Regions from separate parts of the Mus musculus genome. Here all the other regions are linked to region 7. Evidence: chromatin contacts called from public HiChIP or PLAC-seq and Micro-C data. All regions are on one chromosome and are shown on one strand. The core of a region is the stretch at or near the end of the contact, and the rest is flanking DNA. Distances in the headings are between cores, read along the strand shown.

Region 1 (3,711 bases), core at 416-2,915, 420 kb before region 7:
GCTAAGGACACAGCCGATGGTGCATGACACACTCAGTAAGCAGGACCCTGACTTCACAGGGCTCATTGGTGGCCCCCAGCCTCACCATCATGGAGACAGCATGGTACACCACATGCCATGGTTCCTGGAGAAGTCCATGGAGCCCTCTACCCTCCCCACACCCTGGGGTCCTGGCCCGTTCAGGGAGGGAGGGTGTCCCACCAATAGCCTACCTGCTAATGGCTGTGAGCCACACCTTCGAGGGTCCAGTTAACCTCACAAACAGCAACAAGCTAGAAAAAGCTACCCACCCAATCTGGAAAGAGAGAGTAGGCAGCCTGGGCTGGGAAGGATAGTTCTCCTGGATGTGACCTCCAAGGTGTCCAACTCCTCAGGACAGGGGCCAGGAGAGCCCAGGCAGTAAAGCCCCCTTTGTTCTAAGTCTGGGAGAGTGAGGAGCATGGGGCTAAGGCACTAGGTTGACCAAGACCTGCAAACGTGCTCAGAAGACCGATACCGGGGGTGGGGGTGGGGGTGAGAGCAGAGACCATGCACTGCACCAGAGCCTCCATCTACACCGAGCTGTCAGTTAACTGCCTGTCTTTCCGGGTGATGCAGAGCGCTCAGCCAAAGCTTCCCAGGACCCACTTCCAGGGCCACCCCTGGAGAGGCTGCGAGGAGGGGGGACACCTGGTGTGGAGGCACTAAAGATGCAGAGGCAGATCTGTGAAGTTGGGCAAGTGGAGAGCCACGCCTGGGACTGATCTAGTGGACCGTGGAGTGGGACAGACCTTCCTTCGCTCGTCAGCTCGGGCCATGTAAACCCATTTCCTGGTGCGGTAGAGACAGGAGAAGGGAAGGGGGGATGGAGAATACAGCCCAACCGTGCGACATCTAAGAGGGCGCCCAGGACCCTTGGCCCTCTACCGTCACTACCTGAGCGTTCTACCAGTCTCGCCAGCCCTCTTCCTCCCAACACAGTCACACTTGCCAGGGAGGGGGCGACAGGCCAACCTCGCAAGAGGCAGGAGCCGCAGCAGCATCATTAAGCATGAATCACCCACCCACCCTGCTCCAAGCAGGAGAGCCACACAACGCCCGGGCGCCCCCTCCTGGGACCACTGCCCCCCGCCCCGGCACAGCCCGGGTCCTTCGGACAGGAGGGGAGCAGCGGGTGGGCTGCGGATGCCCTGAGGACCCAGAGTGGTCCCTGGAGCACGCTGACAGGCGACACCCAGCCATGGCCGGGGGCGGGGGCGCGGATAGAACAATGGGCCAGGTGCGGGGCAGGGGCGCGGCCGGGAAGGGCGGAGGGAAGGTCGCGGCTCGATGGGGAATCGGGGATCTGGGATCGGGGCTCACTCACAGTAGGTTTTTCTGGTCAGCTCCTCCACAACTTCAGGCTTCAACTTGCTGTTGGATTTCCCCATGCTCGGCGGCCGCGGCCCCCGCTCCCCGGGCCGGACCCGCTCGGGGCGCCCAGCGGGAGCGGTTGGGTCGGGCCGGGGTGCGCGGAGGCCGGCAGGCCGGGCTGGGCCGGGCCGGGGCCGCGCCTTTGTCTGGCCGTGCCCGCGCGTCCCGTGCGCGGGGCTCCGGCGTGCTGCGCGACCGCGGCTGACGGTTCAAGGGGCCTCGGGGACCCGGCGAGGGCCAGGCCTTGGCGGTGCAAGCGGCCACGGCGAGGAGTTGCGCGGGGCTGAGAGCCGCAGCCGCCGGGGCTCGGTTGCCGCGGTCGTCCCTGGTTACTGGGCTGCGTAGCACATGCTCGCTACTGCTGCGCCGCCGCCGCCCCTACGCTCCCCGCCTCCCGCCCGCACCGGCGCGCCAGGGGTGGACTCGGAGCCGCCACTCATCGCCCGGCGCCACCTCCCGCCCAGCTCCGACAGGCGCGAGCTCCGCGTTGAGGCACCCCCTCTCCTGTTGGCTCTCCGGGGACGCTGGGAGGTCGCCGCACCGCCCCCTCCGCCGATCCATTCCCCCCTCTCCGCAGCGGCGTGGGCAGGGAGGGCCCGGAAAATCGGACGTGAACGAGGCCAAATCCCTGCCCGGCGCAATTCATTCATTCCACTTAGATGTGTTGGGCGCTGGGGACCTGGCGGCCAAGAGGACAGACGCGATCCCAGACCTCTCCAGGAGCATCCTGATGTGCTGGCTGGCATGGGTTTCGGTGGGAACACTTTTGCCTGGCCTTGAGGGAAGTGACTTCAGATTGAGAGAGGAATGGGGTATCAACCTGGAAGGGGTCTGGCCTGGGAGGGAGAGCAGCCTCTACACCCGGGGCTCCAGGCAAGGCTGGGAATGATCTGAGGCCAGGCAGAAGGGCCAGAGCTTCTGGAGACCAGCCTGGCAAGCCGCTTTCCCCAAAGACCTGGCCTCTGTCCCCGGTGCCCAGGAGTACTTGCAGTTCAAACCTTCTCTGTTGTGGGGCTTGCTTGAAGTGGCCAGAGGGAGCAGAGCCTGTTGGTGGGGCTCCATGCCTGGAAGCCTGCAGCTGGGGAAGGACTCCAGGAAAAGGATGGCCTGCTCTCCCCTCCTCCCAAAATGTCATCGTAATTGAGACCTCTCCTGACTTTCTGCCCAACTCTGTCTCCTTAACAGCTCAGGAAAACTTGGACCTCTTAGTCCATTGGCGCTTGCTTCTTCCAAAGAATGAGCCTCAGGGGGAGGGGAGCAGAAATATGTCTTGCTCTCAGAAGGCCCTGAGGGCCAGTGGCAACTTCTGTGAGCCAGTCTTAGTAGCAGAGGCCAGGGAGCCAGCCCAGCTAAACAGGGAAGTGGGTGGGGAGGCAGTAGGATCCCTGGTTCACAACTGGCTTAGACAACATTAGGAGGAAGAGTTCTCAGGGAAAGGCATGAAAATAGATCGGGTAGGGGAGGAATGACCCATGCCAGGAACCAGAGCCCTGGAAAGACCATGGCAAGATGAAGCCATTCCCTCCTGAGCCAGCAGGGATGCAATCACGGACAGAATTTCTTTTTTTCCCTCTCAGAGGGTGTAAAACCCTGCCTGGGGCGATGGTACCTTTCAACCCCACCTCTTGCATGTCTCCAGCCTTCAGATGGTCTCGGTTCCTTCCCTTACATGAGCCCAGGCCAGACCCAGGTCCCAGCTTGTTGGTGTGAAGAGCCCGTTCGATACAGGAAGTGAGCAGACATGGATCCTGGAAGCTGGCGCTGTGCCACAGCTAAAGGAATTCTCGCTAGAGGTTGGAGCAGGGTGTCCCAGCTTTGAGGATCGATTCAAAATGTACACGAAGGAAAAGCCACAGAAAGAGGTTCAGAGCTGGCCAGCCTCACCTGAACATCCTGCTCAGACAGAAACCTTGGACCATGGGTTAACAGTTGAAGCCTTAGAGAGCTGTGAGCCAGGCCTGTCATCTCTTGGGAGATGGAGGTAGGAGGATCAGGAACTCAGTGGCAACCATGGCTGCCATATAATGAGTTCAAGGACAGTTCTATGCTCTACAGGAACCCAGGGGTTGTTCCATGTGTTGGGTGCTAGACTGAAGACTGAAGACACTGCAGTGAGCAACATGAGAAATGGTCGTGTCTCAAGCCTGCCCAACAACAACCACTGGTCACCAACACCATGACAAGAACCAGGACTCTGGGGGATACAGGAGTCAGGGAAGTGCCTGGTTCCTCACAGTCACGGACACCACTGATACCGGGTTAGTATTTGCTAGGCACCCACTGATGCCAGGCCCCTGGGGATGTTGAAAAAAATCCTTG
Region 2 (4,116 bases), core at 1,331-3,830, 280 kb after region 7:
CACAACCACCTGTAATGAGATCTGACACCGTCTTCTGGCGCATCTAAAAACCTGGGCGTGGTGGCACACACCTTTAATCCCAGCACTTGGGAGGCAGAGGCAGGTGGATTTCTGAGTTCGAGGCCAGCCTGGTCTACAGAGTGAGTTCCAGGACAGCCAGGGCTATACAGAGAAACCCTGTCTCGAAAAACCAAAAAAAACAAAAAACAAAAAACTGACCGAAGCAATTTAAAGGACCAAGGGCGCATTTCAGCTCACAATCTGGGGTACAGTTCATCAGGTGGCAGGAGCTTGCAGCGGCTGGTCACATGGAGTCCATAATCAAAAACCACAGAAAGATGTGTGCTAGCACTCAGTTTGCTCTTTCTGGGCTCTACTATCTGGGAGTCCACGACCTAGGAAGTGGCTCCACCCATGGTCAGGATGACACCCATCTTCACATCTGTTAACACGGGACAGGCCAGAGGCCATCTCCCTTGAGGTTCTAGACTGTCAAGTTGACTATATAATAACCACCACACGTGGCCTAACTCTGGCTGTGCCCACCCTGTACCACAGGTCTCAGGCTCACCCTGGGCCATCACTGGCTAACCTTATGAATTTGCTGGGTGCTTCTCACACTCTCCCTGTCCCCATCTGTGAAGTGATGGAACTAAGGACCACTACACCCTTCTCACCGGCAAGTGAGATTCGGGCCCCCTTTTCCAGCAGTAACCCTGTATAAGCAGAGATTGAGACTGTGTCTCAAATACCTGCCTTTCTACAGCCATGGCTCATGGGAGGCCCGTGGGTGTAGCGATATTATTCCCTCTGGGTCTCAGTGGTGACACCATGGCCCAGTTTCTGCTTGTGAAGCATTTGTGTGTCTCGCACAGACCCTGAATCCAGAGTTTGACTTCTCTACCTTCTCTTCTTCCTCGGTCCCTTGCTTGTAGCAACAGCTAAACCACTTTCTAGGCTTCTGTGGGCCCAGTCCTGTAGAGACCATGGGACACATGGGGAAATAACACCTGGTTCTGAGATCCTATGACTAAGGTGGGTGTTTGCTCCCACAATGATGGGGCACAGCTCCAACCACCAGCAGGAGAGAATAGAACCCAGGGTGGAGGCTGCCAGAGTCTGAGAACACTCTGAAGGTTCATGCCCTGGGAGCCAAGGGCTCCACTGGCTTTGGCATCCTCGGCCTCTTCCTCTTCCTCCTCCATGGGCACTGGACATGTCTAGGCTGAGAGGATGAAGGAAGTACTGAAGACAGACAGAGTCCTGATGTTGTCCCACACTGGTCTAGCTTACAGGGAAGGACCTGGTGCTGCACAGAGAGATGACATTCCTTAGGACACAGAGGAAGTCAGTAGCTGAAAGGCCTTATGCAGTCTCCCGGCCTCACACCCAGCCCTTTGTCCACTGAGCAAATTTAAGATGCAGGGAGGGGCTGGAGAGGTTGCTCAGTGGTAGAACACTGGCTGCTTATGTCGAGGACCTGGCTTTGTTTCTCAGCACCCACATGGGGCTCAGAACGACCTGGAACTACAGTTCCAGGGGATCTGATGCCCTCTTCTGGCCTCTGAGGGCACCAGGCATCCATATGATACACAGACATACATGCAATCACACACTCGTAAAACAGAAACAAATCTTGAAAACAGAAGAGTCTGTTTGTCATGATAGTCAAAGTGCGGCATAGTGGACTGTGCCAGCAGAGGACTCCCACCCACTGGGAAAGACATCTCCACAAATCATGGTTGCTGGAAGAGGAAAGCCAGGGACAGGAAACAACCTGTGACTCTCAAGGCTGCAAGCACTGAGGAGGGGGGACTCATCTAGGAGCCAAACTCCTAGTCCCCCTGCCATGGGTCCTTAGAGCCAGGAGCACCCCTTATGGGACTGCCAGCCCATCAGCTCTTCACACCTGTCATCAGTTCCAGAAGAGAATGAAATGTCAGGCATGGGGAAGGGCAAGGGGCGGTGACTGCTTCACAGGTACAGAGCCTCACATTCGGGGACATGAGCCACTTCCCTTTCTTTTGACAATTTGATGTTAAAATTTTATAATCATAGCCAGGTGTTGTAGCAAACACCTTTAATCCCAGTGCTTGGGGTGCAGAGGCAGGCGGATCTCTGAGTTCTAGGCCAGCCTGGTCTACAGAGTGAGTTCCAGGACAGCCAGGGCTACACAGTGAAACTCTGTCCCAAAAGAAAAAAAAAAATTACAATCATTAAAATGTATCTGGAGAGGAGAGCACACGTCATACCACAGTCCCTGTGGAGAGGCCAGAGGACAACAAGCAGGAATGGTTTCTCTCCTTCCACCATGTGTGTTCCAGGGCCGGAATTCAGGTCCCAGGCTTGGCAGCAAGCACTTTTATCCACTGAGCCATCTAGTCAGCCCTTCAGTTCTTTTTATTTTGGTAAAATACACATAACACAAAAGTTACTCTTTGAGCCACATTGAGTCTGCAGTTCAAGGTGTTTAATCCACACTTGACTTTTTGAAAACAGAACCTCCTGCCTCCACATCCTGCCCAGGCAGGCCCGGGGAGGGCTGAGCAAGACAATCGCTTGGCTGAGCAGTGAGGAAAAGGAAACAGGAAGGGTCCGGAAGGAAGCGGCTTCCCAGCAGCCTGCTCAGCCCCACCCAAGTCCTGACCAGCCTCAGCCTCCTCCAGGAAGAGTCACCATGCCTCACCTCAACAACAGCTGGGGCTTGCCCCCACCCGCCCCCGCCCCCACCCCCGCCCGCCCCCGCCCCCTCCAAGCAGGAAGCATGAGAAACTTCCCTGGCCTCCACTCTAGTCAAAAGGCAGGTATGGTCAACTTGAAGAGTCCAAGGTTCTCATCCATAAAGTGGGGAGCAGGTGAGAGCTGGATTCCCCAGCCATTCTGAGAGCTTATGTAAAGCAAGCTTGGAGATGCTACCAAGCAGCTTCCGGTGCCAGCGGCATCCCGTGTCAACAGCTTCCGGTGTCAGCGGCTGCTAGCGATGTCACGTCACGGCTGTCATTCTGGCATCTTGTGTGTCCTGGCCGTGGGTCTCGTCAGCATCCCTAGACCAAGTCCTTGAGCTTCAGTAGAAATTCACAGGGTTCACCATGACTCTGGGACCAGCTCATGGCTAGCTCTGTGGCCAAACAAGACACAAGACTGTGAGGGACAAGAGGGGACAGGCAAGGCCTCTGTGCTCTGCCAGACTAATAAACAATAAGTACATTCAGGTGCTTGGGAAGGGTCAGTCAAGCTTCCTGGGGACATGAATGAAGGCGGACAGACAGAAAGATCCAGAGTGGAACCACCGGGCAAAGGCCAGGAGGTGACAAACACCGTGGAATATACAGGAAACAGGACGCAAAGGGAAAGGGTAGGAGAGGGAAGGGTCTGGGGGAGACCAGCGGGTGGGCAGATCAGGGTTTGTGTGTGGCCCAGCGCCATTTTGGCTTTCCTTGTAGGTAGAAGAGGCTGCAGGAATACTTTAGAGTGCTGGCCTATGGTCAGAGGAGACCTGAAGTGTGCAGGCACCACCTCAGGCAGGCATCGTGGGAGAAAGACTTGGAAGAGAAAGAGGCTTCTAAGTGGGTGGGGGGAGCTGGAGAGGTGAACTGGTTAGCAGAACAATGTCCCAAGCGTAACCCCTGGGGCACACAGATGGCTTGTTTCACAGCAGAGAGGAACAGAGGCAGCTCACCAGCCTTTGAGCCGGGGGTTTCTTCTAGTTCATCCGAGTGACTGAGGGACTCTGAGATGGGAAAGCAGGTAACTGAAGAGCAAGCAGGGCCAAAGATCAGGAAGGTAGTCAGGGGGTGGGCTCTCTGCTTGGAGAAAGGTAAGGAGGCTGACCCTTACACACACACACACACACACACACACACACACACACACACACACACGGGGGGGGGGGAACAGAAATAGAAAGAGACTGCAGAAAGAACCCACTGCTAACACACACATACAAGGGGGGGGGACAGAAACAGAAAGAGACTGCAGAAAGAACCCACTGCTAACACACACACACATACACACACAGAGACACACACAGACACACACACGAGAGAAAGAGAGAGAGAGAGGGGGGGGGAGATAGGTGGGGGGGTGGAAGAGACAGAAACAGAGACTGCAGAAAGA
Region 3 (4,154 bases), core at 360-2,859, 310 kb before region 7:
TTACAGTCCCAAGCCCTCCAGCTCACCCTTGCCATAAGTCTGCCTTGGAAGGAAGGTGCCTGACCATCCTGATGCTTGCATCCCTGGCAGGCGAGGGAGTCAAGAGTGCTCAGACCTGGTAAATGTGGGAGCAAAATACTTCAAACAGACACAGAGGGTGGAGGCCATGTCTTGAGGCTGACAAAAGACAGACCAGAATAGTTTTGATAGTTGTAACTGCCTGGCAAAGGAAGTAGGAGGTCCTGAGGTTTAAGGCAAGGTTTCTCAGCTCCGCCCCTCCTTCCTTTTTCTTTCTTTCTTTTTCCTTTTCCAACAAATTTATTATTTTGTGCTTAGTTTTGGTTTTTGAGACAGGATCTCACTATGTAGCTGTAACTCATAGAGATCCACTTGCCTCTGCCTCCATACCTCACCATTATTGTTTACCATTGTTATTTTATTTTAGCTGAGGTTTTCCCCTTTGTGGACCAGGTCATCCTACTTGGTATTTACTATGTGGCTCAGGTTGGCCTTGAACTTGCAGCAGTCTTCCTACCTCTGCCTCAGGAGTGTTAGGACTGGTTAGGAGTGTTAGGTCTGGGACGGCACACACTGGGCTGAGATTCACCCTTTAAGGAGATTTAACTCACTGTTGGAAAAAGATGAACGGGTTCAGGATAACAGGGAGTGGAGAATTGTGTAGAAGAGGGTCACGACTCTGGAGGAGAGGTCTCGGAATTCAGAGAAAGAAAGATTCTGAGGAGACAGTTGGAAGCCCCCAGATTCTCCACAGCATGTGAGAAATGACATTCTGTGGAGTTTTGGAAGAGTTAATGAGATGGTTCCCATTCTGCGTCAGCCACCCACTGGCCAGTTCACCTCCTCTGTTCACATCACTAGGCCTGGACTGGTAGACACTGCCTCCTTTTGGCAGCTGAGGCTCTCCCCCAGATAGAGGTGAAACCTGTTCTAGACCACCCAGCCAAAGAGTGCAGAGGCTGAATTTGAACCCTCCAAAGTCCCTGTGGGCCCTTCAGAGATTCTGCTGTCCTTCAGCAGGGTAACAACTTCACTGCCGAGATTCCTGGCCAAATAGGCAGAAAAAGGCACTGGTTATAATTCTTTGGGCTCACATTCCCGAGTTCTTTCCCTGGGTTCCTGGATCTGCTGGATTGCTGTTCCCTTCAACGTCCTATGTACACTGTGCACCGACGTCACGGTCCCAGGCCCCACTCCTACGCGCGCGCTGCCGAGCTCTTTGGGCCTCCACAGTGTCTGGATAGTGGAAGAAGCCACTCCGGGAGCTTCTAAGGTGGGCGTCGGCGGCCACCTGGCGAAAGTTCTGAAATGCAAAACAGCGCTAGGCGCGATGGGTAGAAGGCAGATGGCGATGGAGGGACGTGATCACCAGCAGCCCAGTCTGCAGACAGAGAGCGCAGGTCCCAAAAGAGTTGGGCTCGCTGGTTGCCGAATACCGATGACGAGCAGGAGTCCCCAGGGGTTCACGTCCTTCCAGACCCCCGGGGCAACTGCGCCAAAGGGAGCCTGTGGGCGGGACGGTATGCACGAGCTGTCAGTCCGGTCCCGCCCCGTCCCGCCTCTCGTCCCGCCCCATCCCGCCCCTCAGCTCCGGTGCGGGGCGGGCGCGCTGCGGCGGTCGCTGCTGCTGCTTCCTCGGGCCATTTTGCTCCGCGCGGAGCGACGAGAGGTTGCGAGCTCGGGCTAGAGGAGGCGCGGGCCGGGGGAAGCGGCGGGCTTTCCGCATTCACAAGGTTCGGAGGGCCGCAGCGATCGCCGGCGAAGGGGGTCGGAGGCCCCTTCCCGGTCCCTGCACCATGAGCTGGGGCACTGAGCTCTGGGTGAGTGAGGGGCCGGGCCGCGGGCGGCCTGGGCGGGAGGCGCATCGAGGGGCCTCGGCGTGCGTCGTCGCCCAGCAAAGAGGGAGCGCGGATCGGGTGGCCCCGGCGGCCTCGGGGCGGCGTGGAGCTGGGTCCGGGCTCCCGGAGCGGCAACCCGCGGGCGTTCCCCGGGGGCGTGGGGCCCGCGCTGTGCCGGGCTGCGTAATTGCGCGCGCCCCTGGCCGGAGCTCTGGGGCCGATCTATACGCTTGGAGGTGCGGGCGGATCCCGCGCTACTCCCGGGGGCGGGGCGGCCTGGCAGGCGCAGGGTTTCGGGTCTCGGGGGTACCGGTAGCGAGAGGTAAGGTCTTCTCTCTGAAAGTGAGGACTTTAGCCCCGAGGCGGTTGGAGCGCACTTGTATCTTGGAGACAGCTCAGATTCTGAATTTGAGGGGGGCTGCGGTGTTTGGTCCGCAGGGGGACAGCGGTAGGGGAGATCATAAGATAGCACGGAGGGACGATTGCCGGGGACCTGGTTCTGTCCTGCTGCCCAGAGGAAACGAAACGGTTTCGAGAGGGGATAATCTTGCGAGGATCCTTCCTTTGGGGGTGCAGGTGGGTTAGTGATCAGCTTGTATCTGGAAACGGTCCCATCGAGGGCGATCAGAGGACGCCAGGACAGCTCTCAGGGCATCTCCGGGAAAGGGAGGCCGTTGGCCGAGGGGCAGGGCCTGTTGCCCTGCCTTCCTCTGGACTCGAGCACGGGGAAAGGCTGGTCATAGGCGTGCGGTGCAATGGCCTGGGTGAAGGTGGGGAAGAAACCGCGGTTACTGCGCTGAAATGTGCCCGAGACCAGTCCTTCTCAGTGATGAATCCTAAGTGCCCGCTGACTACCTTTCTGAATTCCATTTGTGAAGGGTGTGGAGGGATAAAGTATGGGGTGGTGTTGCCATCCAAGATGAGGCCAAGAAATGCCGTGTCAAAATAAGGTTAGGGCAATTAGGGAAATGCTGTGCATCCCCCTTAAATTATTTTCTTTGCCTTGATTGTTTTTACATAACCATTCCTTAGACTACAGTAGCTTCTGCTAATACTAAAATCCCGGGAGCATTGGCTCCCAAGATAACTCATTTCATAAACATCCTCTGTCAAAGGGGTTCCCATTCATTCGGCTGTCAAAATGTCAGGTGACCGGGGCAAATGCCCATTTTGAAAATAAATGTAACGCATAGTTTGAAAGCAACTTGTACACACCCACAGTAGGCAAAACTGTTCGCCTATGCGTGCTATTTTCTTTTCTGATTTGGGGGTGTGTGGTTTGGTTAGTTGATTGGGTTTTGGTTTGGTTTGTTTTTCTTTCACACCGTGGTGGGGGCACATCAGAAGTCAAGGTCAGCAACAGAATGGAAGTCTGGGCATGTGTTCAAACAGCAGGGCATAACTCTGAAGGCAGAAAATACTTGGTTCTTGAGCGACTTAGGGAGGTGGATATTTTGTAGCCATATTGGTGAAGGATGTAGCTGGTGACCCAGGCGAGGGCAGGTATAGCTGGGCTAAAGAGCTGACATCATGGCTGTTCTTCCTGCATCTTTGAGGAGTGGAAAACAGGAGGACGTCAAACACAGGAGCCACTCCTGGTGACTCACACTGTAATCCCCAACTCTGGAAAGGCTGAGGCAGGAGGATTGCTGTGAGTTTGCATCCAGCCTGGAATACATAGTGACTCCCAAGTCAGCAGGAGCTACGTGCGTAGTAAGGCCTTGTCTGAAAAAGCAAAACAAAAAGCTACCAAGGATGTGACTCAGGTAAAATACTTGCCTGGCCTGGACCTGGACAAGGCACTAGAGATTGAACCTAGCACCAGAGGTGGAGAGAAGAGAATGTCAGGAAGTATTTTAAATGGTGAGAGATATAAAGTATTTGTATTTAGCTTACTTGATAAATTTGTGAGTTTTCTTATAGCCAATAGCAGATTGGCCTGCCATACTGTAGATGAAGTATATGGAAATGAGAAAATAAAAAGGGTGACTTAATTTTTATTTTTGGTTTTGTTTTTAAGGCATGGTGAGTACAGGCCTTTACCTTTGGGTAGCTTATAGTTTAATGGAAGGAATAGGTGAGCGTGTTATGATACTATCAAGAAAAACTAGTGCAAAACATGGGTTTTGAGGCAAAAATACTCACTATTAGCTCTCTTAAAACAGTTTTACAAAAAGAAAGGAAAGAAGGAAAGGAAGCCAGCCTAGGGGGATGAGGGAAAGCAGGGTTGAAGAGGCCCGCTGTCTCCGGCTGGGTCTAGTGGTCAGAAGCTTGGATGTGCAGTATCCTGGCGGCCAG
Region 4 (3,757 bases), core at 321-2,820, 510 kb after region 7:
GTGACTGGCAAGCCACCTGCAGGGTTTATATGTGACATAATCTATATGAGACTACAAGCTATCAACACAGCATGCTCTAAGATAACAGTTTCTCTTTAAGATGGAGTGGCATTCCTCTTTACACATATAGCACATGTTCATTTACCTCTCAAATATCCACTCGAAAACTTTTATTTTATACACAGCCTTTTCCCAACCATCTCTTGTTGAGGACTGTGGTTATGAAAATGACACGCTAGTTCCTAAGAGTTCACATGTTCAATGCAGTATTATGTATGAAGGCCTGACGCTGATGCATAATGATTGCAGAGGACCAAAGGGATGAGCGAGGTAGTTGCTGGTCCTTGTAGGAGACAGCAGCAGAGGGCACACAGCCAGGACAGTAGGCTATGCCCCTTTCTCTGTAGTACTGAAGTATGCTCTGCAAAAGTGGCACGTATGGTTAGCCAAGCAGTCATCACCCTGGTGCCAGGAAGGTTTACAGAGCACGTTCATCTTTCAATTTTTTTTTTTTTTTGAGACAGGGTTTCTCTGTGTAGCTCTGGCTGTCCTGGAACTCACTCTGTAGACCAGGTTGGCCTTGAACTCAGAAATCTGCCTGCCTCTGCGTCCGGAGTGGTGGGATTAAAGGCGTGTACCACCACTGCCCGGCGATCTTTAAATATTTTAAGGCAGACCATAAAGACTACCATTTTGACTTAGCTTTGTGGAATATTCTAAAAGCGAGGAGAACTAAACTGGCAAAATAATGTTTGAGTCTTTCCAAATCTTAGCCGTCTACATTGCTGTACAAGCTGTTCTCACCACAGCTGTACACTGGACCACTGCTCTCTGTATAAAGAATACTATTCCACTGAGACGGAGTGGAAGAAGCAACAAGACTCTACTGGGTAGAGCAAGCAATGTACAGAGTCAACAGTGTCTGACAGAATTCCCACTGTAGTGCAGATGGTGATCCTATGATGGTGGTCCTTTTCATGCAGCTTGCTAATCCAGTCTTCGTCCTTTTGAGACAGGGTCTCAATATTTAACCCTGGCTATCCTAGAACTTGCTGTGTAGACCAGGTTGGTCTTGTACTCTGCCTGTCTCTGTCTCTACCACTGTCAGCCCAATTTAAATCTTAACAACCATTCACACAAAACAGGTCATTAGAAGGATTATCTATTTTCTACATCTTTGAGCCTACTAACTTTTTTTGTTTGTTTGTTTGTTTGTTTTTGAGACAGGGTTTCTCTGTGTAGCCCTGGCTGTCCTGGAACTCACTCTGTAGACCAGGCTGGCCTTGAACTCAGAAATCCGCCTGCCTCTGCCTCCCAAGTGCTGGGATTAAAGGCATGTGCCACCATGCCCGGCAAACCTATTAACTTTTAAGTCTGATTTATAATATGACACCAAATAATGTGTAATGGTGACAAGTGAGACCCATCTCCTTTTTGGTGTGTCACCCGAGATAAACTACAGCACTGGAGCAGAGGTGACCCTCCAAACCCACACTGCACATCAGTTCATGGGCCACACATGACTTGGGCAGGAAGTCAGTGTAATCAGCAATGGACTTTCACTTACTTTAACTCTGACATCACTAAGCAAACAATCCCCAAAGTCTCTCCACAAGGTGGAGCTTCCAGGGAGCGTATAGAAAGCACATCTGACAGTATCAGAAGAAAATGTGCATTATTCCGTCCGTGATTTCTACAAGGACTTGTGTGAACACTAAAACTGAGGAGGGCACTTTGGTGCACACCTTTAACTTCTAGCACTCAGGAGGGAGGGTCTATAGGATCTCTGAGTTTGAGGCCAGCCTGGTCTATAGTGTAAGTTCTATGATAGCTAGGGCTATGTAAACAAACAGACACTGTCTCAACACACACACACACACACACACACACACACACACACACACACACACACACACACATAAAACAACCCATCCAAAAAAGATTTTAAATCAAATTTGAAGTGCTAAAACTTGGGCTTGAGCTGGGCATGGTGGCGCACGCCTTTAATCCCAGAACTCGGGAGGCAGAGGCAGGTGGATTTCAGAGTTTGAGGCCAGCCTGGTCTACAAACTGAGTTCCAGGACAGCCAGGGCTATACAGAGAAACCCTGTCTCAAAAAAAAAAAAAAAAAACAAACAAACAAAAAAACAAAACAAAACAAAAAAACTTGGGCTTGAGAGATGGCTCAGTGGTTAAAAGCACTGACCACTCTTCCAGAAGTCCTAAGTTCAAATCCCAGCAACAACATGGAGGCTCACAACCATCTGTAATGGTATCCAATGCCCTCTTCTGGTGTGTCTGAAGACAGCTACTCATGTATTCACATACATGAAATAAATATATCTTAAAAAAAATACTAAAACTAAACACAATATAGGAATATTTCACTAGTATCAACATGTACATACAGAAAACAGCAAAACTGTTTTTCTTCTAGTTTGATATTTGAATTATATGTATATAAAAAGATGGGTGCTCTGAAGAACACTTTAGGGCTGGATCCTATCTCATACTGCATAGACTCTGTGGGAAAAATGTTTAAATAGGAAACCTGAAACCTCCAGTGTTTAAGGGGTGAAAAGTCATTAAGTCAGAATAAACACACACACGCACACACACACACGCGCGCGCACACACTTGCGCGCACATGCTCCCATGTCCTCAGCAGGGCTTTCCTTCAGAAACCAAGCAGTGAGTGTCCTAGCATAAGAGAACATGCTCACAAAACCTTTGGGGTTAGTGTGCCTGCTACTAACACTGTCAACTTGACACAAGCTGGAGTCATACAGCAAGCATCTCAACTGAGACAATACCCCTCTAGCCTGGCCCGTAGGTAAGTCTGTGAGGCATTTTTTGGACTAACAATTGATCTGGAAGGCCCAGCCCACTGTGAGTGGTCTCAGCCCTGGGCAGGTATGAGAATGCAGGCTGAGCAAGCCAAGAGGAGCCAACCAGTAAGCAGAGTTTCTCCATGGTCTCCGTGTCACTTCCTTTGATAATGAACTGGAAGAGAAAACCAGCCCTTGCCTCCCCAAGTTGCTCTGGTTGTATGCTCATCACAGCAACAGAAACACTAGACAGTTAGCAAGAGAAAAGGCCCATGCACTCTAAACATAGCTATGTGGAAGGATGCACATCACACACTTCACTCATCAGTGACGCAGACCTCTGCCCTGTTTACCTTGTTACAGCACAACAGTAACACAGTAAGGGAAACTAGTGATGCAAAAACATTCATTTAAAAAAAAAGAAAAAAAAGGCAGAAGCTCAGTATGAAGTAGGAAAATCATGTATTCTGAGCCAGCGTGGGCTAACAGCAAAACAAGATGCTCTCAAAACAATCAAGCAGTCGGGAGTGGTGGTGTACACCTTTAATCCCAGTACTCAGGAGGCAGAGGTAGGTGGATTTCTGAGTTCAAGGCCAGCCTGGTCTACAAAGTGAGTTCCAGGACAGACAGGGCTACAGAGAAACCCTGTCTCGAAAAACCAAAAACAAACAAGCAAACAAACAAACAACAAAAAGAAAAAAAAGAAGAAAGAAAAAAGGAGAGGAGGAGAAGGAGAAGAGCGAGTGCTACTCAGCTGGGGAGCACTCACTGCTCGTCACACTGCTCTGAGCCTGCTGCTCAGCAGTCAGTGGTCAACAAGTCCTGAGAAGAGGGGGAAGGGCCTCACAGGCACTTCCTATGAAAAGACCCCTTGAAACAGCCCTTCTTACCTAGAGGGTACAGGAGTTTGGGTGTTTGCCTCCGCCACA
Region 5 (4,145 bases), core at 1,195-3,694, 300 kb after region 7:
CAGCCTGAGGTATGTTGGGAGATCTAGCGCAAAAGGAGGCAGTGGGAGTGGGAGGGGGCATGGCTTGGGATGGCTCGGTCAGTTAAAGCAGCCCTCTGCAAGCGTGAGGGACTGAGTCAAACCCCACAACCCACGGTTCTCATTTTGTTTTTGAAAATGAGCCCGGCTTGGTGGCACACATGTTATAACCTAAGCACTGGGAAGTGGCTAGAGTAATCCACAGGCCCCAGGATCCAGGGAGACACCTCTCTCATGGTGTGAAGTGGAATCCTGAGGAATAACACCTGAACTTAACCTCTGACCTCCGTACATACATCCATCATCCATAACAGCATGCATATTCACAGAAGGAAAAAAAAAAGTTTGAAAGATCCAGAGCATATATAAAGACTTAAAACACACACACACACACACACACCAACAGGGGTGTACAAGAAAACTGAGCAGAGCATAGGGGTGCACACCTTTACTCCCAGCACGCAGAGGGCAGAGGCAGGAGGATCTCTGTGAGTTCAAGACCTGCCTGGTCGACAGGGTGAGACCATATCTCAAAAAACAAACACCTCCACTACAAATAAAAATGTCTCCCACATGCTTGGATATTTGAACTCTTGGTCCATAGTTTGAGGTGTACCTTCCTGGAGGAGGAGGGGATGAGAGTCTAGAGTCTCACACCACGTCCAGTTTCCTCTCTGGATAACGATGTGACCCCTCAGCTCCTGCTCCTACCGCCTTCCTCACCATCACAGAGCTCCTGTGGAACTGTGAGCCAGAATAGTCTCTCTCATCTAGAAGCGGCTTGTGCTTGCCTGTTGTATCACAGGCACAGAAAAGTAACTAGTGTGCCCAGTGAGCCATCTTGACACACCCTTTTAAAACATTGATGTGTGTGTGGGAGAGAGAGAGAGAGAGAGAGAGAGAGAGAGAGAGAGAGAGAGAGAGAGAGTGTGCGACTGAGTATGAGTGTGTGTGTGAGAAAATGTGTGTATGTGTGTGTTTGTGTGAGTATGTGTATGTGTGGGAGAATGTGTGTGCATGTATGTATGTGTGTGAGGGGAGAATGTGAGTGTATGTATGTGTGTGTGAGTGTATGTGTGAGTGCATGTGTGTATATGTATGTGTGAATGTGTATATGTGTATATATGTATATGTGAGTGTGTGTGAGTGTATTGTGTGTATATATGTGTGTGTGAGTGTGTGTGTGTACCAAGGCATGCACATAGAGGTCAGAGGTCCACTTGCTGTGAGAGTCAGCTCTCTCTTTCACTGTGTGGGTCCCAGGGATTGAACTACTGTCATCAGACCCCCTGATAAGCCTCCTCTACTTTTTGTTTTGTTTTTGAGGCAGGATGTCACTCCATAATGATATCGACCTAAACCGGCCTTGAACACACAGCAATCTTCCTAGCACAGCCTTCCCAGCACAGGGACAACAGGTATGAGCTACTGCACCTGGCCAAAGGTTTTCAAAGAAATAAATCCAATAAAAGGCAAGTTTGTACGATCACCTGTGAACACAAAGCAACAAGAAACAGCCAGGTGTGGTGACTCAAGAGTCTGCGGCAGAAAGATTGTGAGTTCAGGGCCAGCCTGAGCTACATAACAAGTTCCTGCCTCAGAGTGTGTATATATTAATTTTAAAAATGCTATAAGACAATATAGCAAGTTCATAAAAGAACAGAGTAGAGGTGTCCTGGAGAGATGTTTGGTGCTGATGAGCACTAGTCAGTGCTCCTGCAAAGGACCCAGAATCAGTTCCTAGGCCCCTCACAGTGGCTCACAACCTTCTGTACCTCCAGTCCTAGGGGATCTAACACACTCTTCTGTCCACAGGGACCAGGCACACACACACACAGTGAACAGACAGACAGGCAGACATGCAAGTCAAAACAGTCATACAATAAAAGCAAATAAAGACACAAAATTAAAAGATAAATAAGACCAGAAGTGCTGGACGTGATTGTGACAATGACTGTGACAATGACTGCGAGGAGATGCAGAGGTCAAGGATGTGGCTCAGTGGTAGAGCAGCAGCCTAGCACATACAGGTAGTTGCATTTGCTCTCCAGCGATATGATAAGCCAGTACGTAAATAAACTAAAGCCCTGAGATTTTATTTCTGACTCATTGCTGATGGTGCTGTACACATCTGAATTTTGGTGTCTTGCCATTAAACCAAAGAGCTGCAAGTTTGCGATATCAGTTCTTTGTGGATTGTTCACTCGCTTGTGTTCCATCTGCCTTTAGGGACCCCACATCCAGAGCTACACAACATGGCCACTTAAGAACTCAGAGACCTCCTCCTTTCAGGAGTTAAGAGCCCCTAGGGCTCCCTGCAGTCTTTGAAATTGGAGAACGAAAGCTTTGGGGACCATGGGCTCAGCCACATCAATGGAGCTCCTTCCTGTGGCATCGTGGGTCGTGCTCCCTGTGACTCACATCCTCCTCCTCCCTCCATCTCCTCTCTGAGTAATAAGCAATTAAAACAAGGGATGAAAAGACAATCTAGGGATGGTGGGAGAATGGATTCAATTCAGCCAAAGAAAGAATTAGATTAAAAGAAGATAGGTCAGAAGGAAATATCCAGGTCCAGCAATATGGCTTGCCACCAAGCACGGACGCCTGAGTTTGATCCATGAAACCCACGTGGTGAAGGAGAGAACTGATTGCCAGCTGTCCTTTGACCTCCCCATGTACCCGAGGCATGTGAAAATGCTTCAAGTGTTTATGAGCTGAAGAGATGGCTCAGCTCTTCAGCACTTGCTGCTCTTGCGGAAGACTCAGGTTAGGTTCCCAGCACCGACCCGGCAGCTCACAATCATCTGTAATTCCAGCCTCCTCCGATCTCTGAGAGCACCAGGCACACACACGGTAGACACATATACATACATTCAGATAAAACACTCATACACATAAAATAAACCTCTAAAATAAACATCTAAGACAAAACATCCAAAATGCATTTCAGAGAAGCATAAAATGGAGAGATTGGGGGAAAAAACAGACTAAAAAAAGATAGGGTTTAATTGAATCTCAGAGAGAAGGGAAGTAGACAGAAACAATGTTTAAAGATGATTCTTGCCTCATGGTAGTGGTGCACACCTGTAATCCCAGCACTCGGAAGGCAGAGGCAGGCAGATCTCTGTGAGTTCGAGGCCAGCCTGGTCTACAGTGCTAGTTTCAGGACAGCCAGAGCTACACAAAGAAGTCCTGTCTCGATAAACCGGGGGAGGGGGGGGAGGTGATTCTATGGGCTGTGGGTATGACTTGTGGATAGAGCCCTTGCCTACCATGTATGAGATCCTGGGCTCTATCCCCAAACCACATAGACTGAGATGGTAGCTTAGCCAGCCAATGAGTCTCTAGAACTGATGGATGCCAACAAGCCACAGGTTGAAGAGAAATGAAAATAATCCAGACCTCAGTCTGCCACACAGAGGCTGCCCCGAGCATCATGGGTAAGCAGGCCACAATCCTGTGAACAGACAGTAGCCACAGCAGCTCCAGGGCAAGCAGACATCACAGAACCCAGAGGCCTGGAGCCATGGAAAGAACAGCCCTTCCAACTGGATGGTCACTACTAAGAAAGCCCCTGGCTAGAGCCGGGGGCAGAAGCTCCAGCCTGAACACCATGACAGCAGCCTGGTGTCAACAGGGGTCACTGGAGGACAGCAAGGTTGGGATGTGAGCCTCTGAAGGGTACAGCCAGGCACACTCACTGTGGACTCCTGGGGAGCCCTAAAAGGCCAGGCTTGGTTGTCACAAGCTCCCAGTGTGGTAGCTCAGAGAGTATGAATCCAGATGAAAGTTTGGGGGAGGATGCATTTGGTGTTGGATTGTGGAAACTGAAACAAAAAAAAAAAAATCCTGGCCACTGGTACCCAGAGGCAGAGAGACTCCCCAGAGGAGTCAGGACAGCCAACTCGTATGTATCAGGAAGGGGATAAGATACAGCTCCACTGGGAGGAAGGGACAAAGGCCATGAAGAGAGCCAGGCTAGGTAGGCAGTTAGTGCCCTTGGGACTGAGCCACCTGCAGACTCGGTGGATGGAGAGGACCTCCCTGTCTGTGGCAGGTGACCCAAGTTAAGAGTAACAAGGGGTGGGGTTTTCATCGAGCCAGGCCTTCTCCCTTATCTGAAGGTC
Region 6 (3,790 bases), core at 994-3,493, 340 kb before region 7:
TGCCTCACACCCATCTGCAATGGGATCCAATTCCTTCTTCTGGTGTCCAGGTGCACATGCAGATAAATCACTCACAGGCCACAACCTGAGGTTGGGAACACTCATCCAGCATGAGTAAGGCCCTGGGTTCCGCCCCAGCACTGCGCAGACTATAGGAAGCATAAAAGTAAAGCTGGGGCTGGAGAGACAGCTCAGTGGTTTGAGCACTGACTGCTTTTTTTCCCCCAGAGGTCATGAGTTCAAAATCCCAGCAACTATATGGTGGCTCACAACCATCTGTAATGAGATCTGACGCCCTCTTCTGGTGTGTCTGAGGACAGCTACAGTGTACTTACATATAATAATAAATGAATCTTAAATAGAGAAAAGTAAAGAGGGCCCTGTAGCGTGCTTTGGTACAGTGAATTTTGGAACTGTCAACACTGAATTTTCTCCAGTTTGGCAAGGAGGGAGGAGGCTGATGGAGTAACCCCTGACCCACAGGAAGACACTTGCCTCAGCATCCTTGTCCGTGGCTCCCTCAGGCTCGTTCACAGAGAGGCTGCTGACGTTGACCACCATGTACCCATCCTTGAAGAACCCGAAGGTGTTGAGATGGACTTTATGCCGCACATCATCCTACAGAGATTGGGGTTGATGTCTCATTAGTCAGCTTGTTCATTTGCTTGACAAGCTAGCTATGTGTCCGGTTTCATGGTGGTCAGTCTAAGTTTACATAGGTGCAAAGACAGACCCAGCTGTCACAAGCTACCCTTTAAATGTTGAAAAGGATTCCGACAGATGTCAAAGCCCTGCAGAGGGCAACTGTGGACTCATTCATTTCAGCATACTTGTATGGGCTCTGGGCAAATTGGTCAGGGTCAAGTTGACATGTGAATCCCACAGCAAGGTGAACCATGATTAATCAGCCTGCATTCTTCCTGAAAGAAGAGTGCCTGTCTTCTGGTAGGCAAAACTTTATAGAGGAGGCCAAGTCACAGGGTGCACACCTTTAATACCCACCCAGGAGGCAGAGGCAGGAGGGTGAGTTCAAGGCCAGGCTGGTTTACACTGAGTTCCTGACCAGCCAGGGGTATATAGTGAGAACCTGTTTAAAAGAAAGACTAGCGGGAGTGGTGGCACATGCCTTTAATCCCAGAGGCAGGCTGATTTCTGAGTTCGAGGCCAGCCTGGTCTACAAAGTGAGTTCCAGGACAGCCAGAGCTATGCAGAGAAACCCTGTCTCAAAAAACCAAAAAAAAAACCAAAAAAAAAAAAAAAAAAAAGACAAACAACGGCCCCTCAAAAAAACATAGGGGGCTGGAGGCTAGGACCTAGTTCAGTTAAAAACACTTGCTGCTCTTCCGTCAACCATCTCCCATCAACCACATTAGGAGGCTCATAACCATCTGTAACTCCAGGGGATCTTTTGCCTCTGGCTTCTGTGAGCACCTGCATTCATGTGCACACACCCACATGCAGATACATACACCTACATAGAATTAAGAATAATTTAAAATTTAATATTTATGAGGCTGGAGAGATAGATCAGCGGTTAAGAGCATTGACTGCGCTTCCAGAGGTCCTGAGTTCAATTCCCCGCAACCACATGGTGGCTCACAACCATCTGTAATGGGATCTGATGCCTTCTTATGGTATGTCTGAAGACAGCTACAGTGTATATAAAATACATAAAATAAATAAATCTTTAAAAAAATACTCCCCACCCCCAAAATTTTGTAATGTATAAAAGAAACCAATTCTGGCAGGGGAGGGGAGTGTTGAAGTAAGTACAAGCGCCCTGCTGCCCTCAGCTCCTCCCAGACTTTTGTCACTTGACCCTAAGTGATAACCAGTATGCTGGGCCTTAGGGCAGAAGCTAATGCAGAGGCCCTCCCAGGAACAAGTCAAGTGGAGACAGACAACTGAGCAGGGGGAATCCCGGGCGTGCTCAAGCCTCAGCCCACAGAGAAACATGCCCAACCCCTGCCTGCTCCATGTCTCAACTGATGCAGGACAACACATTTCAGGACCAGGACAAGATATCAGCAAAGCCTTCTAACACAGCTTCGTCCTGACATGTGACATTACTGAGACTACATGAACTGCCTGTGACAAGGTGGCTCTTTACTCATAATGCTGGAGCTACCCAAACAATAGCAGCTGTTGATGGGACCCTCGCCTATAGCTACAAGTTTCCAGGCCTCAGGGGCTGTCAATGGGACCTTCTGAGGGACTAGGATAAGCCCCACCCACAAGGCCAAGAGACAATGCCCTGGAAAGCTGCCACCAGGAGGGTCTTATTCCCTGGCTGACTCTGGCTCCCCATCCCAGCTAGGTCTGAGGGTTGGAGCACTGGCCTTCAGCAACGGTCTAATACAAACTCTCTCCAGACTCCTGCAATATCTCAGAATGGCACTCGCTTCCTCCCCTCCCCGCTCCAGCCAGTGTTTTCAACTCCCTCTTCCCTTTTTTGGTCCTCTGGGAATTTCCTTTACTGCAGAGTTCAGCTAGGCATTTGGAGCAGTGTGCTGCCTCTCACTTCCCAGTGACAGGAGACTGAGGCAAACCCACACTCCCACAGAGAAGCAATCTGCAGAGCAAAGCAAGCCCACTCACAATACACACACACACACACACACACACACACACACACACACACGACAGGATTTGGAGGGGACGGTGACTGCTCCTCAGAGAAAGGGACTTTCCAGTCACTTGAGGGAAAGGCAAGGCTTGAGAAAACTGTAAAAGCACTAATAATTGTTTCCTGCTGGCTACAGTGTGTTTACATTGGGGAAATAACCTGAGTTGTACATTTATGTTCAGCACATACGGATTTTACTTTTTTCTTGTATTTTGTTTATTTACTTGTGTGTGTATGCACATGTCACAGTACAAAGAAAAAGTCAGAAGACAACTTGTAGGAGTCCAGTCCCCCCTTCCAGCATGGGGGGCCCAGGTCATCAGGCTTTCACTGCTGAGCCATCTCACTGGTCCCAAACTTCCATTTTCAGAGTATAAGTCTTCTACTCTGTCCAACATGTAGGAAGTTTACAGCAGACACACATGAGAGGCAGAGGCAGGTGGGTCTTTGTGAGTTCAAGCCTAGAACAGCTAGGGTTACACAGTGAGACCTCATCTTTAAACAAAGCCTCACTGAGGCTCTATGAGGAGCACCATGCACCTGACACAGCAGCACACCTGTAGCGCACACCTGTAGTGCACACCTGTAGCACACCTGTAGTACACACCTGTAGCACACCCCAGCACTTGGCAGACAGTGGCAGGAGGATCAGGAGCTCAAGAGGATGAGAAGTTGGGTGGCAGCTCAGTATTCCTGCCCTCTCCCTGCTACTCTCCTGGAAATGGCAGCCAAGCTCCCTGACAATGGGACAGTACATCCTCATGTGGGGACAGAGAGGGTCTGCCAGAGCATCCCAAGGCTGACCCTGCCAGACACCAGCAACAGAGAGGATGCACTGGCCACCTCCTGCACAGGACCCAGCAGGGCTCTAAGGAGTGCTCTGCAACAGGGAGCTGCCTCCCTACAACTCTACAAGGCGGGTGCTGCTCTGCTCAGGCTACTGTGGAAGAAACAGGCCCAGACAGGTAAGTGCTGGCTTGGACCAGAGAAGCAGACCCAACCCAGGCAGGAACTCTACACCTGGGCACTTACTCACTGCATGCCTTTCATAAGCAAATAAACAGTGCATCTTTTATCTTGCTTTGAACTTGTCTGCATTACACAGGAGTCGAAAGTGCCAGGGCTTGTCCCTGCTTACACACACACCTCTGCCAATTAGGGGAA
Region 7 (3,804 bases), core at 662-3,161:
CAACCTGTAGGTGTCTGTTCTCTCCCTCTGCCATAGGGTCCTAAAGACTGAACTCAGGCCACAGGGCTTGGTGGCAAGCCTCCACCTCCTGAACCAGCTCAGCAGCCCAGTTCTTCTTACTCTGCCTGTCCCTTCTCTCAGACACTGGTGACATCAAGATGCCTTTCATTGGACCTCGGCCTGTGAGAGCCAGGCAAGTGATCAAGTCAGAGGTGAAGACTGGCTGGAGAGACGGATCAGCCATTAAAGGCTAGGCTAGGGGAAGATGGTGAGGCCAAGGCCAGAAGGACCACACCTAGATTCACCTGTTGCATGGGGTTTGTATTCTGCCCTCTGAGTTCCACTGAAGCTCTAGTCTGGGGACCTTCAAAGTGACCTTATTTGGAAGAAGGGTCTTGTAGATGTCAGGAGGCTAAACTACTGCTATTCTGGATCAGGGCAGCCTCCAAAGCCAAGTGCTGGAGCCACTGAGGAAAGGAGAAGTGACCTGGACAAAGGCACAGACCCAAAGCAGGAAGCCACGATGTCCAGTCTTCATGGTGCTGGGTATGGAACTCGAGGCATTCTGCTCGGTGAGCCAACTCCCAGGCCCAAAGGGGAACTTTTTTTTTTTTTTCCCCATGAATAGGGATGTTTTGCTTGCATGGCCATATGTGCATCACTTTTGTGCCTGTGCCCACAGCGTCCAGAAGAGGGCACCAGATCCCCTTGGCCTAGAGTTATGGGTGGCTGTGAGCCACTATGAGGGTGTTGGGAGCTGAACCTGGGCTGATCAAGATCTCTCCAGTAACCTGCCACCCTCCACCCGACTCCTCCCCCCTCTTGGAGATAGAGCCTCACTATGTAGTCCTGGCAGGCTAAGAACAGAACCTAGGTCCTTTGCAAGAGCAGCCAGTATTCCTAATTGCTGAGCCATCTCTCCAGCCCCTGTACAGATTTTTTCCCCATTATTCCCTTAACAACCCAATAAACAATGACCAACCTGGTGTTTACTCTGTTGGGTGCAGAGTCCCATAGAGCTGAAATAGGTCATGAGAGGAGCTGTGTACCCATTCTGTGTAAGATCCTTGGCCACTGGGTTTGGTGTCCTGGGCTATCCTGGAACCAAGCCTAGCATCCCAACACTTGAGAAGTGGAGGCAGGAAGGCTCTTGGTTAAAACAAAGAAGAAATTTTGTTCCAAGCCAGTAACTCTATGGCAGATGGCAGGTGCCAAGCAGAGAGAACACAAGCCCCCATAAGGGATTGGAGCTACACCTATGATGGTGCAGCCTCAGGACCATTGACACCTCCCCATAACTGACCTTTTTAGAGTCATCAGGGCCTTGCCGCAGGACTCAAAGTTGCAGCCACTCAAATTTGCGTAGGGGGACGCTACCTGGTACAGTCCTTTCTGCTATGTCAAAGCTTCCTCCTGCTCAGGGTCTAGGCAAGTGATATTATGCCAATTTTCCAGATCAGGACATGAAGGTTCACAGAGTCCCTCCAGTGAAAAGTGGGAAAAGTGGGCAGCCTGTTTGGCTAGGCGTCAAGGGACAGAGAATAAGGAACTGCCCCCAGCGTCTGTGGGGAAGAGTTGGGGTGCAAGATCCTCATTACGCCACTTGGTCTACACAGTGGAGAAACTGAGGTGGTTGCAGCCTTTCCTTAGAGAGTGGCCAAAGTCAAGTAGGCTGCAGAAAGTAGTGTTCAGGCTCCGAATAGGGCCTGTGTCACCTCGGATTGGAGCCAGTCAGTAGCGGGGCCGCATGCCCCGTCGGAGCTCAGACGCCCTTCAGCGGCCTCGCGGGGAATTTCAGTGCGGGGCGGAGCCGGACAGTGATGATCGCCGCGAGGTCCTCCCCGGCGGCAGGGGGCAGTGTGACTCACATGCTCCCTCAAAGGCCCGCACGGACCGGAAGTAGGAGTGGTAGGATAACTTCCGGTGCGGAACTGGGGCCTGGGAGGATTGCTCACCGGCGCGGGGTCTGAACCGGTAGATCGGGAGGTGGTGGCCTGTGGGTGTCGGAACACGCGGCCGACGCCATGCCGTTCTTGCACGGCTTCCGCAGGATCATCTTTGAGTACCAGCCCCTAGTGGACGCCATCCTTGGCGCCCTGGGCATCCAGGATCTGGAGCGGCAGGAGCCCCTGGATGAGTAAGTCGCTGCGGTCCTCTGTGGTTGTCGCAGCGGGAGTGGGAGCTGCGTGGCCGCGAGCTCGAGCTCCAGCCTGAGGCGGGCTCGGAGTGTCTTGTAGGGCAGAAGACCCGGGCCTCTGCTGCCTGTGCATGGATGCTGGAGACGTCCTGGCTGGGGCCGACCGGACTTTCGGCAGACAGCAGGCCTCTCCGAGAGCCTCTGGGGAAGCAAGCCGGTGTGGTCCGTGTGCCCTGTGCAGACCTCCTTGGGTACTCGGAGCGCTACGCCTTCGGAGTGCTTGTGCTACAGAGACAAGCGAGCACCCAGACCGGCATCGCGGTCTGAGATGCAGAGTAGGGTGGGGCAGAGGAGCTAGCAGTCTCACCAAGGATGTCTTTTCTAAACCACATCAGCCCTTTCCTCTGCGGCCTACTCTGTAAATGCAGTGCCAGGCGTTTTTAAGAACTCGGAGGCGGGGCCGCAGGGCTGCACAACAAGGCGCTACTGCCCTCCTTTGGCGGAGCCCAGCATATTTAGGAGGGCTGCCCCAGATAAGCGTTTTGTGTCCGGGCGTTGGTCAGATCTTAGGGCCCACCTGTTGCAAGAGGTCTGGTGGGTGAGATTAGGGCGAAGAGCAAGTAAGGCGCGTCGTGGCCAGGTGACTCTGAAGGTGGTGTTTGGGCCGTTGTCAGAGCTGGGGTAACATATGGAACAGCGTCCAGGCCCAAGATGCACTTAGTAGGTAGTTTTGTCTAGGAAGGGTGAGAGCTTTAGGGCTACCCTCAAGGTGGTGTGAGAGAAGATGGGGCAGAGCCAGCACTTTGACAGCATGCTGAAGGATGGCTTTGAAATCACTTAATGCTTTTGACCAAGAAAGAGTTGTGCCCCACAGAGCATGCGCAGCTTGTGTGGATGCTTGTGAAAGGGCACACAGGCTAGGGCCACTGGCCCCCGTGAGTTCCCACTTTCTCTGTTCTGCCTCTTGGTGCACAGTTCTGCTTCCAGCGAGGAGAGCCGGATCCTGGTCCTCACGGAGCTGCTGGAGCAGAAGGCTCACTCTCCATTCTACCAGGAAGGCGTGAGCAATGCGTTGCTGAAGATGGCTGAGCTGGGCCTGACCCGGGCAGCTGCTGTCCTTCTGCAGAGTGGGGCCAACCTCAATTTCGAAGGTCAGCAGCATCCTGAGGATGGGGGTGGGGTGAGGAGGACTAGGCAGCCAGGCCCAGCCACTGCTTTTCCTCCGGTCTTTGGGGTGACTTCCCTTGTTCTTTTCCTGTGGGTGTCTTTCTGGGGGCTCTTAGCGCCTCTACTCCCACATCTTCCAGATCAATCCTTCTACCATGTAGAGAATACACTGGCAATGCCCAGAGCTAAGGGCAGGTGATTTCTCTGCTCTGAGCTGTCCTGCAGGTTTTGCTCTGGCCCTAGAGGTGGGAAGATAAGCCACACTGGGCATCTGTTACAGCAGGCTGCATAGGTTCTTTACGCATCAGGAATGATGAAGGGCCAGCCACCTGTCCTGCCATTGGCTGTCACCCCTAGGAGGTAGGAGACAGGTAGGGCTGCCTATGAGCTTGTGGGGGTCAGTGCTGACCCCCACACAGGCCTTCATGCCTTTCATTGGAAAACAGGCTCAGAGACTACAGGGAACTTGGGAATCCTACAAGCTACAGATGTTGGGGAGG

What was found. A called contact is a pair of places that touch in the nucleus more often than the background predicts. HiChIP or PLAC-seq counts read pairs in DNA pulled down with a chosen protein or histone mark.
Region 1: a contact with region 7 is called in an HNF4G HiChIP or PLAC-seq map of pancreatic cancer cells. The contact joins the promoter of Ncs1 here to the promoter of Asb6 in region 7. A contact is called at or near these places in 1 of 39 promoter capture datasets (liver), 1 of 484 Hi-C or Micro-C datasets (embryonic stem cells) and 1 of 115 datasets of contacts at active chromatin or transcription factors (pancreatic cancer cells).
Region 2: a contact with region 7 is called in an H3K4me3 HiChIP or PLAC-seq map of embryonic stem cells, with 3 times the contacts expected there. The contact joins the enhancer-like site here to the promoter of Asb6 in region 7. A contact is called at or near these places in 8 of 39 promoter capture datasets (the C10 cell line, the HPC-7 cell line, HPC-7-derived erythroid cells and 5 more), 1 of 15 datasets of contacts at CTCF or cohesin (the NIH/3T3 cell line), 3 of 484 Hi-C or Micro-C datasets (bone marrow-derived macrophages, forebrain and regulatory T cells), 16 of 115 datasets of contacts at active chromatin or transcription factors (acute myeloid leukemia, bone marrow-derived macrophages, double positive thymocytes and 7 more) and 4 of 9 other capture datasets (adipose tissue, embryonic stem cells, liver and 1 more).
Region 3: a Micro-C map of embryonic stem cells shows a contact between it and region 7, with 1.6 times the contacts expected there. The contact joins the promoter of Fnbp1 here to the promoter of Asb6 in region 7. A contact is called at or near these places in 1 of 39 promoter capture datasets (erythroid cells), 1 of 15 datasets of contacts at CTCF or cohesin (the NIH/3T3 cell line), 7 of 484 Hi-C or Micro-C datasets (CD4 T cells, CD8 T cells, the G1E-ER4 cell line and 3 more) and 8 of 115 datasets of contacts at active chromatin or transcription factors (the 230-238 cell line, the SCID.adh cell line, embryonic stem cells and 1 more).
Region 4: a contact with region 7 is called in a FOXA1 HiChIP or PLAC-seq map of pancreatic cancer cells. The contact joins the enhancer-like site here to the promoter of Asb6 in region 7. A contact is called at or near these places in 3 of 39 promoter capture datasets (liver and pre-B cells), 1 of 15 datasets of contacts at CTCF or cohesin (large pre-B cells), 5 of 115 datasets of contacts at active chromatin or transcription factors (the SCID.adh cell line, embryonic stem cells, large pre-B cells and 2 more) and 2 of 9 other capture datasets (liver and pancreatic islet).
Region 5: a contact with region 7 is called in an HNF4G HiChIP or PLAC-seq map of pancreatic cancer cells. The contact joins the enhancer-like site here to the promoter of Asb6 in region 7. A contact is called at or near these places in 5 of 39 promoter capture datasets (the C10 cell line, the HPC-7 cell line, cranial neural crest and 2 more), 1 of 484 Hi-C or Micro-C datasets (bone marrow-derived macrophages), 15 of 115 datasets of contacts at active chromatin or transcription factors (acute myeloid leukemia, bone marrow-derived macrophages, double positive thymocytes and 8 more) and 3 of 9 other capture datasets (adipose tissue, liver and pancreatic islet).
Region 6: an H3K27ac HiChIP or PLAC-seq map of embryonic stem cells shows a contact between it and region 7, with 7 read pairs. The contact joins the enhancer-like site here to the promoter of Asb6 in region 7. A contact is called at or near these places in 1 of 39 promoter capture datasets (erythroid cells), 1 of 15 datasets of contacts at CTCF or cohesin (the NIH/3T3 cell line), 7 of 484 Hi-C or Micro-C datasets (CD4 T cells, CD8 T cells, the G1E-ER4 cell line and 3 more), 8 of 115 datasets of contacts at active chromatin or transcription factors (the SCID.adh cell line, embryonic stem cells, large pre-B cells and 1 more) and 1 of 9 other capture datasets (pancreatic islet).

What each region holds. Positions count from the first base shown.
Region 1 is chr2:31,243,877-31,247,587 of GRCm38.p6, reverse strand. It overlaps Ncs1 (neuronal calcium sensor 1), which reads right to left and starts at 1,665. Exons shown (of 8, transcript NM_019681.3): 1 at 1,346-1,665. The coding sequence starts at 1,409.
Region 2 is chr2:30,546,480-30,550,595 of GRCm38.p6, reverse strand. Gm31585 (a long non-coding RNA gene) reads right to left here. Exons shown (of 3, transcript XR_374225.3): 2 at 3,680-3,751; 3 at 2,752-3,118. Among named protein-coding and RNA genes, the nearest start is that of Gm31585, 4.0 kb to the right of the region's middle. Within about 2 kb of position 2,580, at least 72 of the 459 cell types and tissues checked have an H3K27ac peak or open chromatin away from gene starts, as enhancers often do. A contact at or near this core is called in the HPC-7 cell line, adipose tissue, bone marrow-derived macrophages and 4 more, where this site is marked.
Region 3 is chr2:31,139,463-31,143,616 of GRCm38.p6, reverse strand. It overlaps Fnbp1 (formin binding protein 1), which reads left to right and starts at 1,609. Exons shown (of 17, transcript NM_001177648.1): 1 at 1,609-1,838. The coding sequence starts at 1,815.
Region 4 is chr2:30,317,269-30,321,025 of GRCm38.p6, reverse strand. It overlaps Nup188 (nucleoporin 188), which reads right to left. Exons shown (of 44, transcript NM_198304.3): 15 at 3,719-3,757. Among named protein-coding and RNA genes, the nearest start is that of Gm39780, 20 kb to the right of the region's middle. Within about 2 kb of position 1,570, at least 8 of the 459 cell types and tissues checked have an H3K27ac peak or open chromatin away from gene starts, as enhancers often do. A contact at or near this core is called in pancreatic cancer cells, where this site is marked.
Region 5 is chr2:30,525,955-30,530,099 of GRCm38.p6, reverse strand. No RefSeq gene overlaps it. Among named protein-coding and RNA genes, the nearest start is that of Gm14487, 6.7 kb to the left of the region's middle. Within about 2 kb of position 2,444, at least 28 of the 459 cell types and tissues checked have an H3K27ac peak or open chromatin away from gene starts, as enhancers often do. A contact at or near this core is called in pancreatic cancer cells, where this site is marked.
Region 6 is chr2:31,163,849-31,167,638 of GRCm38.p6, reverse strand. It overlaps Gpr107 (G protein-coupled receptor 107), which reads right to left. Exons shown (of 18, transcript NM_178760.4): 2 at 496-618. Among named protein-coding and RNA genes, the nearest start is that of Gpr107, 13 kb to the right of the region's middle. Within about 2 kb of position 2,243, at least 107 of the 459 cell types and tissues checked have an H3K27ac peak or open chromatin away from gene starts, as enhancers often do. A contact at or near this core is called in CD8 T cells and embryonic stem cells, where this site is marked.
Region 7 is chr2:30,826,407-30,830,210 of GRCm38.p6, reverse strand. It overlaps Asb6 (ankyrin repeat and SOCS box-containing 6), which reads left to right and starts at 1,911. Exons shown (of 6, transcript NM_133346.2): 1 at 1,911-2,137; 2 at 3,113-3,288. The coding sequence starts at 2,025.